Linked DNA regions of Capra hircus: region 2 is linked to region 1. The links are chromatin contacts, called in public Hi-C maps. All regions are on one chromosome and are shown on one strand. Each heading gives the region's core, a stretch centred on a gene start, on an enhancer-like site or on the middle of the called end of the contact. The rest is flanking DNA. Distances are from core to core; before and after follow the strand shown.

Region 1 (5,531 bases), core at 1,622-4,121:
CTCGGGAGGATGGAAGCAGATTTATAAGCTGCAGAGAGACAAGAAGTCAGCGTCAACTGATTGCAGGAGGTGGTGAATTGTGAAAAAATGAAACTAAAATGAAAAGTCATTTAACTTCCTCATTCTCTAAAACAGGGGCAAAAGGGAATGAGACCTGATTTCTAAGCTCGGCTCTGTCTCTAAAGAGGCTGGTCAAGAACCTCTCTGCGCCTGTTTCCTCACCTGACAAATGGGCTAACAGAGTTGGGCCTGCTGTCCTCACAGGTTTGCTGGGGGAACAAAAGACGCAGAGTGACGTAGTGAGTGAGTGTGCCACGTCACACGTACAAGGGACTGTTACCTTCATTATTCCTGAAGGTGGTGACAATGTTGGTTGGATCAGCTGTGCCTGGCAATCATTTTAAAAAAATGTCCGTAGATTTCTTTTTATGGAGGTGTAATTTATATAGAGTGAAATCACAGGTCTTAAGTATTGGTAGCTTTCCCTCCCCAAAGATGATAATCCTTCAGCCCTGCAATCTCCACTTCTATCCTCTCACTGACTTCTCACACGGTCCCAGTGAGGCAGGCAAGCCAAGAGTTAGTATTCCCTTGTCATCTTGCATAGTGACAAGCTGAGGCTCAGGGAAGCTAAGTCACCAGCTACAAGTCACACAGCTGATGAGCAGCAGAAGCGAATTTGAACCTGGGTCGCTCAGATGGTCAAGCCCATGCTCTCTTTATCTCATCAACTACTGGACCTGCAGATGACACCACCCTTATGACAGTGAAGAGGAACTAAAGAACCTCTTGATGAAAGTCAAACAGGAGAGTGAAAAAGCTGGCTTAAAACTCAACATTCAGAAAATGAAGATCAGGGCATCTGGTCCCATCACTTCATGGCAAATGGAAGGGGAAACAATGACAGGAAACAGTGACAGGCTACTTTTTGGGGCTCCAAAATCCCTGCAGATGGTGACTGCAGCCATGAAATTAAAAGATGCTTGCTCCTTGGAAGAAAAGCTATGACAAACCTAGACAGCATATTAAAAAGCAGAGACATTACTTTACAGACAGCAGTTATGTATGGACGTGAGAGTTGGACCGTAAAGAAAGCTGAGCACCAAAGAATTGACGCTTTTGAACTGTGGTGTTGAAGAAGGCTCTTGAGAGTCCCTTGGACTGCAAGAAGATCAAACCAGTCAATCCTAAAAGAAATCAATCCTGAATATTCACTGGAAGGACTGATGCTGAAGCTGAAACTCTAATACTTTGTCTACCTGATGTGAAGAACTGACTCCTTAGATGCTGGGAAAGATTGAAGGCAGGAGGAGAAGGGGGTGACAGAGGATGAGATGGTTGGACGGCATCATAGACTCAATGGACATGAGTTTGAGCAAGCTCTGGGAGTTGGTGATGGACAGGGAGGCCTGGTGTGCTACAGTGTATGGTGTCCCAAAGAGTCAAACATGACTGAGTGACTGAACTGAACTGGACCTAGATGCAATGATGGGGACCCTTCCTGGTTATATCCCTTTATTTATAACCCTTTAGTTTTGCCTTGTCTGTGCAGACCCTGGACTGGGCCCGGATGCAGAGATGAATCAACCAGACACTTATCCACTCACGGGTGAGACGGACAAGGTACAGAAGCACAGGGAAGGGGTCCTAACCCGGGGGAGCGGGGAGAGAGGTGGGCATGGAGAAGGCACCTCCACCAGGCTTCCCCCATGCAAGCAGGGTGCCTGAGAGCTCTGGCCTGGGGCCCTCTTCTGGCATCGACACTCAGCTGCACTTAAGACAAGTTACTTCAAAACTCTGGTTTTCAGTTCCTCATCTGGGAAGTGGGGGCAATAGTACTGGGTGCCTCAAAGGGTTATCCAGAGAATTCGATGAGATGGTTCATATAAGACTGCTCGCCCTGGGAGGTGGGCACCATTAGCATCCCCACCTTTCAGGTGAGGCACAGAGAGGTGAAGCAACCTGCTCACAGTCACACAGCAAGTAGAGAGCACACCCAGGTCATCTGGCCCCTAAGTCTGTGCTCTCAACCGTCTTCCCTACTGCCTTGCTCCTAGTGTGCTGTGCTCAGTCGATCAGTCGTCTCTGACTCTTTGCAACCCCATAGACTGTATAGCCCACCAGGCTCCTCTGTCCATGGGGATTCTCCAGGCAAGAATACTGGAGTGGGTTGTCCCATCCTCGCTAGGGCGTCTTCCCAACCCAGGGATTGAACCCAGGTCTCCTGCATTGTAAGCAAATCCTTTACCATTTGAGCCACCACAGAAGCTCGCCCTGCTCCTACGAGGGGCTCGTGTACCTGTTGGCTCCGACATGACTCTGAAAGATTGTTAGGCAGAGAGTGATCAGGAGGACGGGGGCAACATGGGCAGATGGTCCTGTGTGGACAAAGGCTTGAGGAGCACTCAGATCCAGGCGTGGATGGAGAGCAGGATGTGTGTGGAGAGCCAGCAGGCAGGACAGCCAAGGCTGGAGGTGGGAAACTGGGGCTGGAGTTGGAGGTGGGAGAAGTGCTGGCGTGGGTGGGGGCGCCGGGCAGGGCTGGGCTGTGAGGCTGTTGGACTCAGGTTTACCTGGGCTCAGTCTGGCAGCTTCGGGCCAGTGCAGGCTCTGGGCCCCAGAGGAGCCTCCCTCCACCCACCTGATATTTCCTGGATTCCAGCTGTAGCTTCTGCAGGCAAAGGAGCCCTTGTGGTCGGAGGGGCCTCTGGAGCCCAGGCGGGGAGACTCCTTCCCTCCCTCCCTGGCACACACACCTCCATTCAGCCTGGCCCCGCCCTCCAAGGGGGCTGACCCCACGTTAGTGGGGGGCCCGCCTGACTGGGAGGCAGGGCCAGCAGGCAGCGAGGTTGATAAGACCTGGCCCCCACTGGCCCCCACAACTGTGCTGCTACTGCCCGCGTGCCAGAACCATGAGGGCGCTCAGCGGCCCCCGCCTCGTGCTCTGCGGCCTGCTGCTGCTGCTGTCCCAGGCCCCATGCGCCCCTGGCCTCGCCCCCCTGTCCAGAGGTGAGGGGGCCGCATGTGAGGTGGGGGATACCCGGCACTGAGACAGACAGAGGCTAAATGGTATCTAGCATGGGCGGGGTTGGGGGGCAGGCAGGGGTGCCCCACAGGGCCGACCCAGGAGCAGACAGAGATGGTGACAAACACAGGGACCAGGGTGGGCTGACCCTGACTGTTCTGTGGGGAGGGGGCATGGCATGAGACAGCTTCTCTGAGCCTGTCTCTGGGCTTCACAGCTCCCAGGCTGTCCTCAGGGACCAGGCATCCTGCAGTGACCTTGGTCTTCTGGGTCACTGATGGCACAGCCTTCTGTCACCTGGGGCTGCAACCAGGCCCAGGGCTGAGCTCACGACTCTCTGATGACTGCAGATCTGGTTGGGGGGGGGGGGTGCAAGATGACATTCCCCCTTCCACCAGCCCTTCCAGCATATTCTGGACTGGGCTCTTCATGAGCTGTACCACTCTGAGTTTCAGCTGTGAAGACAGAGTCCTAGCATGCCCAGCTCCTCCTGTGCAGATGGGGAAACTGAGGCCAGAGAGGGGAGGACCTGTCTAAAACCACACAGTGAGTGAGCAAGCCTCAGAACCTCGTGGCTCCTGGTCCACTGTCCCATGGTGTGGCCAATGCCCTCTCCATCTCTGGGCCTCAGTTTACCCATCTGTAGCCTCAGCTAAGTGGGGACCAGGAAGCCAAGCTGCAAGGTGATTTCTGAGGCCCCTTGAGGACCTCTGATGTCCGGGCCTGGGGCACCATGGCTGGGAGATAGGACTGTCTACACACCTTGTCTTTCTTGACTCTTCCCGCATCCCTGCTTGGGAGTAGCCCAGATTTAGCGCGCGACAGAGTGCAGACTTCTGTACGGGCTGCAGGGCCAGGCCAGTGATAGCATCAAGCATTAAGCCTGTCCTCCCCTCCAGGCAGATGAGAAAAGTGAAGCTTCAAAGCTGCCACGATCTGCCCAAGGCCACAGAGCTGGGACTCGGACTCCGTCTACCTCACTTGGGCTCGGTGTCCCTCCCAGCTCATGGTGCTGCCTCCCAGGCTGTCTGGAAAGACGTCGCTCCCTGGGGGTGTGTCTTGGGGCCCCACTTGGTCAGACTGCCAAGGTGGCCGCGAGGAACTCCTGCTATTTTTCCTGCTCTTAAATACCAGCCAGCAGGCTCTGCGGGATTGGGGCAAACTGGGTGCACTTTGCTGATTCTCTTTGACGCTCAGATGAAAGAGCCCATGTTGACGGATGCTGCATTGGTTTTTAAGGCTGTGCCCGCTAGAAGGCTGACCCTCAGTTCCCTCCTGCCCAGGCAGGGCAAAGAGAATCCCTTGCTTACACTCTGGGCTGAAACCTGAGATGTGAAGGCTGTCTTCTCCTTTGCTGCCTCTGAGAACCCTACATGCCCAACCTTGAGCTGGCACCTTACACATATTTTTGCTTGTCCTCAAAGGTTTCTGTAAGGAAGGGATCGCCTGCCTATTGTACAGACAGGAAACTGAGGCTCAGAGAGGTGAAGGTGCCATTTGAACCTCTGTCTTTCCTATGGGCTGAGCTGGGGGCCTCTGGCAAGTTGCTTGCCTGGGTGTCCCCATACTGACAGCAGCACCCAGCCAGGCTGATTCATGTCTGGTCTACTCTGCCTGAGGCCTCAGGTCTAGACCTAAGTAGGCCCTGGTGCCCTGTTCCTTTGTCTTAAGTATTTCCGCTCTATCCTCCTGACCTCTGCCCCCTCCCAGGGCACCTCTGCCGGACCCGGCCCACCGACCTGGTGTTCGTCGTTGACAGCTCACGCAGCGTGCGGCCCGTGGAGTTTGAGAAAGTGAAGGTGTTCCTGTCCCAGGTCATCGAGTCACTGGATGTGGGGCCCAATGCCACCCGCGTGGGCCTGGTCAACTACGCCAGCTCCGTGAAGCAGGAGTTCCCGCTGCGGGCCCACAGCTCCAAGGCTGAGCTGCTGCAGGCCGTGCGCCGCATCCAGCCGCTGTCCACGGGCACCATGACGGGTCTGGCCATCCAGTTTGCCATCACCAAGGCCTTAAGCGATGCAGAGGGTGGTCGCCCCAGGTCTCCCGACATTAGCAAGGTACGGGCTCACAGGAACGTGGCAGCCGACAGCAAAGAAAAGATACAGCTAGGTTTTCAGGGCCAGAAGCCTTGGCCTCAGGAGGGGAGGAGACTGTACCAGGCCGCTCCCCAGGGGACCCAGGGTAGGGATACTAAAAATATTGCTGCCCCCCTCTGGCTTCTTATCAAGAATCATCTCAGGGGGCCTCACCACACTCCCTTTCTCCAGATAAAGAAACATGGGCTCAGGAAGGTGAGCTGTATTTCTAACCCAGGTGTGTCAGGTCACTAAGACAGGGGGTCAGGCATCCAGGCCAGGGAGGAGACTCAGGAATCAGACGCAGACTCAGGTCAGAAGCAGAAAAGCAGCCACGGGTCTGGACGCTGAGTCCCAGACTCCTACAGAGCAGTCTGGAGGACCCAACTTAGGGCAGGCTGGACAGGGGGTGGGTGAGGGCCAGGCTTGGC
Region 2 (5,531 bases), core at 807-3,306, 73 kb before region 1:
GATGTTACTTGTGGGACCTCAGGCAAGTCCCTTACCTTTTCTGAAGCTTTTTTCCTCATCTGGGGGACAATAACCTCCTTTCTCAGGATTTCTGTGCTGACAGGGTGAGGGCTGTGCGTGCTCAGCAGTGTCTGATGAGAGGCATGGCCTCCCAGTGGTGTGAGTGCCTTTCCTTCCCCTTCCCTGCTCTCAGGCGCCAGTGCTGACCTCAGCTTAGAGGGTGACATGCTCCATGGCACTCACACCTCACTAGTGGCCTTTAAAGCCATGACTTTTCAACAGGGTGCTGGCCCAGGTTACCAGGGAGCTGTACAAAGACCCATACCCTGAACCAAGCGCCTTCAAGCCTTTAGATCCAAAGAAGTGAATCCCTAATAGTGGAATGCCTGACTCTGATGAGTGATACAGGACAGACTTGGAAGGCTGTGTGTGTGTGTGTGTGTGTGTGTGTGTGTGTAGGGGCAGTTCCTTCTCACATCCCCAGTGTGTTCAGCCAGCCCTGACTCTCTGACAAGCAGCCCACCTGTTTAGTGGGTCAGCTAACTGAGTCCACTAGCATTGCCCTTAATTGAAGGGGAGGGCAGTCAGCAGTCTGGGGGTTCAGGGAGCTGCTGATCTCTCAGGACCTGATCTCCTCCAGTCAAATCTCATTTCCAAATGTCCTTTCTTGAGAGAGGAACAGCCAGAGTAGGGTCTCTGTTTCTCTTCACTGCTTCTTTCCTAACAACAGCTGAACTTTGTGTATGTAAGCTCTGTCCTGGGCTGAGGGCATTCAAGTGTCCTTCCAACAGCACTATACAGTAGGTATACCTGTGCCCATTGAACAGATGAGAAGATGGAGGCTCTTAGATCACAAGCCCGCTTTTTTCAAGAATATACAGCTGCTAATCTATAGGCTAATTTAAGACCACTCTTAACCTCTACTCATTGCTGCTCTGTATCAGATGGGAATGAAAACTGAGATAGGCTGCAGTGAACAGAAAGCTTAGTAGTGTTGAAAGAACTCGGGGTTAACATTCTCACATAATGAGAAATCTAGGGCTGATGCGGCAGCTCAGTGACAGTGTCAGAGAACAGGCTCTCTGTGCTCCATTGTCCCTAACTTGTGTTTTATCGTTTTTTTTTTTTTTTTTTGCCCTCAGAGTTCCAAAGTGGCGGCCAGACCTTCAGCTCTCACATTTGCATTTCAGCCAGGAAGGCAGTGGAAAGGTCAAAGTTCTTTAATTTGGCAGGCTTTGTTTTTCTGGAAAGTGAAGTCTATTCGAATAGACTCCCACCTAGATCTCCTTGACCAGCACATGTCCCTGGCTACTGTTGGCTGGAAGGTAGTTTGAAAAACGAGACTTTAGCTTTCCAGCCGATAGAGTTGCGGAAGGCAGTGAGGGGGTGTCTGGGAAAGGTGCTATGGGGCCAACTGGGGCTCTTTCCTGCCCCCCTATTTTGATCTCTCCTTGCAGGTGTCTTCACGTGTTCAATGTCCCCGCAGAAAGGCTTGACTACAGCCTGGGGAGTTGAGAGACTTTTTAGGTCCGGGCAGTGATGGGGGGTTCTTGAATAGCAGGACAGTTTGTTTTCTGAGCTTCATTTCTTCATCTGTAAAATGTGACGTCCTTGTCCAGGCTGCGGGTCCCCCCACTGGAAAATGGGAACGAACTCATTGTGTCTAAGCTGTAGAGTTGTTCTGAGGATTACACAAACTTGCGCACCAAGGTGCCCCCACTACAGCTGTTTCTGACGGTTTCCTTGGGACAGGTTCCTAGAAGGACAAGGCCTTGTTCCACAGGGAGGAGGTATAGTTTTCAGTAGCAATTGGAGGAGGGAAGTGGGGTCAGGATGCGGAGGAGGGGAGAAAGGCCCTGCAGAGACCCAGGGGGCTCCCTGACACCTCCCCAGGCCTGCTGCCTCCAGAGAGGGCCTGGGGGACCCATCAGATGACCATCTGATGACCGTCCTCTGCAGACTAGTAACAGACTGACCCCAGCGCCCTCCTGACCACAGATCAATCAATGGCTCTCTGTGGGGCTTCGAGCCGGCTACCGCAGCAGCCTGGTCTGCCTGGCCAGGCACAGCCCTATCCCCAAAGAAGCCCCTTGGAGGGGTAGAGGGGGCTCGCTGGGCCCCACCGTAGGTTCCTGAGCTGCTCAGGAGGGAGGCAGGCAAGCGTTGCCTCTCTGTGCCTCAATGTCCTGGGAGGACAGGGGATGGCGGGTATGCTCTAGCCCCCTCTCCCCACCGTTCCACTTTGTCTTGGCCCCTGGCCTCTGTCTGGGCCCAGCTCTCCGGGAGCCTGGAGAGAAGGAACAGGCGTGTGCTGGAGGCTGAGCGCCATGGGGTTCCCGTCCTGTTCTGCCCTGCCCTGCAACCACGGCAGGTGCCTTCCATGCTCTGGACTCCTCACCTCTGTAAAGAGGTCCCCTTTCTAAACCCTTTCCAACCTGGACATCTCCGTGGCTGTGAGTTCATGGTGCAGGGTGTCCCCTGCCCAGGGGCAGCTTTCAACAGACCTTGGAGCCTCCTGCCCAGGAAAGGCCCCCAGGACAGTCCTCTCTCTCTCCATCCGCAGTGGGAGGCACGCTGGGTTTGTGGGTGCAGTGCGCCCCCTGGTGGCCACTCTGGAACATTGCTCGTCCAGGCCCCGTTCCCCAAGGCCTCCCTCCTGGGTTACGGCCCCCCTGTAGGAGAAACACGGTTTGCTCCTTCCGCAGAAGGGGTGGGGATGGGTGGAGATGGGGTTGCTATAGCTCCCGGGAAGCTTCGGGAAGCTTCTGAACCCCAAAATGTAACACCATTACCAGCCTCCCTATCTCAGAGAAACCAAGCTCCCGTTTAGGATTTTTTTCTCTTGTTTTTGGGGAGTTGAGAGAGATCCTTTTTCTCTGTGAAGTGAAGCGAGTGGATCGTCCCCATGTTGCAGATGGGGAGACTGAGTCTCAAGGGCCTCAGGGATAAGTTCCTGGCCCCAGCCTCCCTCTGCCCCGCCCTGAGACTCCCTGAGGATCCTGGCCTCCCAGGCTGGACTCGCACGGTTCCCTCTGCTAGGACACCATCCCCTTCTTTGGAGGAATGCTCATCCTTCAGATCTCGTACCAAGTGCTCTTTTATTTATACTTATTTATTGATTTTTTGGGGTAAGAGGTGCATAACGTACAATTTACCATTTTTACCATTTTTGTGTGTAGGGGTTCAGTGGCATTAAATACATTGACACTGATGTCACCTCCATCTGCCTCCAGAACATTCCCATCTCCCCAAACTCAAGCTCAGTACCTATGAAAACAGGAGCTCCCCATTCTCTGCCCTTCCCAGCCATTGGCAACCACCGTTTTACTTTCGGTCTCTATGAATTTGGCTAGTTGCGGTAACTCATATAAGCAGAATCATATAATATTTGTCTCATTTCACTTAGCATAATCTCTTCAAGGTGAATCCATGTTGTAGCATATGCCAAATGTAAAAGCTGAATAGTATTCCATTGTATGCAGATTTATGCTTTGTTCATCATTCATTCGTTGATGGACAGTTGGGTTATTTCTTTATTTTCGTTGTTGCTTTGTCTCTAAGGTGTGTTGAGCTGTTTTGCAACCCCACGGACGATAGCCCACCAGGCTGCTTTGTCCAGGGGATTTTCCAGGCAAGAGTACTGGAGTGGGTTGCCATTTCTCCTCCAAGGGAGCTTCCCTGCCCAGGGAGTGAACCCACGTCTCCTACGTATCTTCTGATTTGCAGGCAGATTCTTTACGACTGAGCCACATGGAAAGCCCAGGTAATTCTGATACACACTCGAGTGTGCAAACCACTGGTCTGGGCATCGTGCCAAGCATTTTCCAGCATTGTTTCATTTATTACACTGTTATTATTCCACTTGGCATATGAAAAAAACAAAGCTCAGATAGGTAAAGTCCTTTCCCTAAATTCACAAGGAATGCAAGCTCCAAGTGCCTTAACTGTGTGCCTTTCCTGGAATTGACCAGGAGCCTGGGCTGGAGTTCACTGTCTGGCCAGCAGGGGGCGTCCTTTACCTAGGACCCAGAGCCTAGGCATGGAGGGAGTGGGGAGGGCTGAGCGCCTGAAAGCTGGGCAGGGCTCTCCGGGCTCAGTCCTCACCTCTTACCCGACCCTCATTTCTCCCACTTGGACTCTCAGCCTCTGACTGCAAAGAATGCTGGGGCAGGGACTCAGGCAATTTGGTTGGAGTTTGAGAGGTCCCATTGCTGTGTGACAACTTGGGTATGTTTCTGAACTGTCCTGAGCTTCAGTTCCCCGTCTTTAAAATGGGGTTACCATCCTCCTTGGTGATCCACTGAGAGCATGCAGGGCTCATATCTAAGGTGTTTTGGCTTCCTGGAGAAGTGAGATGAATGATGTGGTTTGAGGGGAATAGAAAAGTGAACATTTCACGCTGGGCACTCTCAATGTGACATGAGTTTATGCTAATATAGTGAAATAAGGACTATTCTACCCATTTTACAGATGAGGAAACTGGGCTCAGAGAAGAAAAATGAGTTGGCTAAAATTCCCACAGCAAGACAATGGCAGAGCTGGCTTTCCAGCTCAGGTTCTCTCTTCTTCCGGGCAGCTGTCCAAACAGAGGGCTAATGTCCAGTCCAAGAAGGGATGCAGAGACAAAGAGGCTAAATTGTCTCTGTCCCTCCCTTTCCCCCTCCCTCCTTCTCTTCTAAGACTCTGGAGGGCCACCTGCCTTTGGCTCCACCACCATTTACCTCTCCCCTCCACAAGCAGGTCATTCCTCCTCTGGGCTAAATGTTTACATCTCCCGCAAATTCCTATGTCGAAACCTAATGCCAAGGTGATGGTATTAGGAGGTGGGGCCTTTGGGAGGTAATTAGGCCATGAGGGTGGAGCCCTCCAAAGTGAGATTAGTGCCCTTATTAAAGGGGCCCCCACAAGTTCCCTTGCCCCTTACACGTGTGAGCTCAAGTGAAGATGGCTATCTGTGAACCAAGAAGTGGGCCCTCACCAGACACTGAATCTGCTGCTGTCTTAATCTTGGACTTGCCAGCCTGCAGAACTGTGAGAAATAATTTTCCATTGTTTGTAAGCCACCTAGGCTGTGGTCTTTTGTTATGGCAGCCTAAAGAGATTAAGACACTCTTCATCCTGAGCCTCAGTCTGCTTGTTTGTACAACAGAGGTGATAACCTCGGGTTATTCAGGGTTTTCACTGGCTCACAGCAGGGGAGGTGCGGGGTAGAAATAACGGGGTGGGCTTTGCTGTCAGCCAGCCACTCTGTCAGCCTCTGTATCTCTGGGTTTCTGGGTCTGTTTTCCATCTCTCTCGGCTCTGCTTGTCTCTAGGTGGTGGCCTCACTTTCTCCGGCTGCATGCTATACTACACTTTCTCCTACTTGGCACGGTGAGTGAGGACAGGTGGGCAGGGCCATGCACACCGTTGGGCTATGTCTTTTCAGCTCAGCCACACCAGAGAAGGAGAGAGCTTCTCTACCAACACCCAAATAGAAAACACCAGGGCAAAGGTCTGATTGGCTGAGCTTGCCTATTCCTGGGACAGTC

What was found. A called contact is a pair of places that touch in the nucleus more often than the background predicts.
Region 2: a contact with region 1 is called in a Hi-C map of blood, with 10 times the contacts expected there. The contact joins the enhancer-like site here to the promoter of MATN1 in region 1. A contact is called at or near these places in 3 of 5 Hi-C or Micro-C datasets (all in blood).

What each region holds. Positions count from the first base shown.
Region 1 is chr2:13,113,649-13,119,179 of ARS1.2, reverse strand. It overlaps MATN1 (cartilage matrix protein), which reads left to right and starts at 2,871. Exons shown (of 8, transcript XM_018067174.1): 1 at 2,871-3,009; 2 at 4,736-5,082. The coding sequence starts at 2,913.
Region 2 is chr2:13,185,971-13,191,501 of ARS1.2, reverse strand. No RefSeq gene overlaps it. Among named protein-coding and RNA genes, the nearest start is that of LAPTM5, 30 kb to the right of the region's middle. Within about 2 kb of position 2,056, at least 1 of the 5 cell types and tissues checked has an H3K27ac peak or open chromatin away from gene starts, as enhancers often do.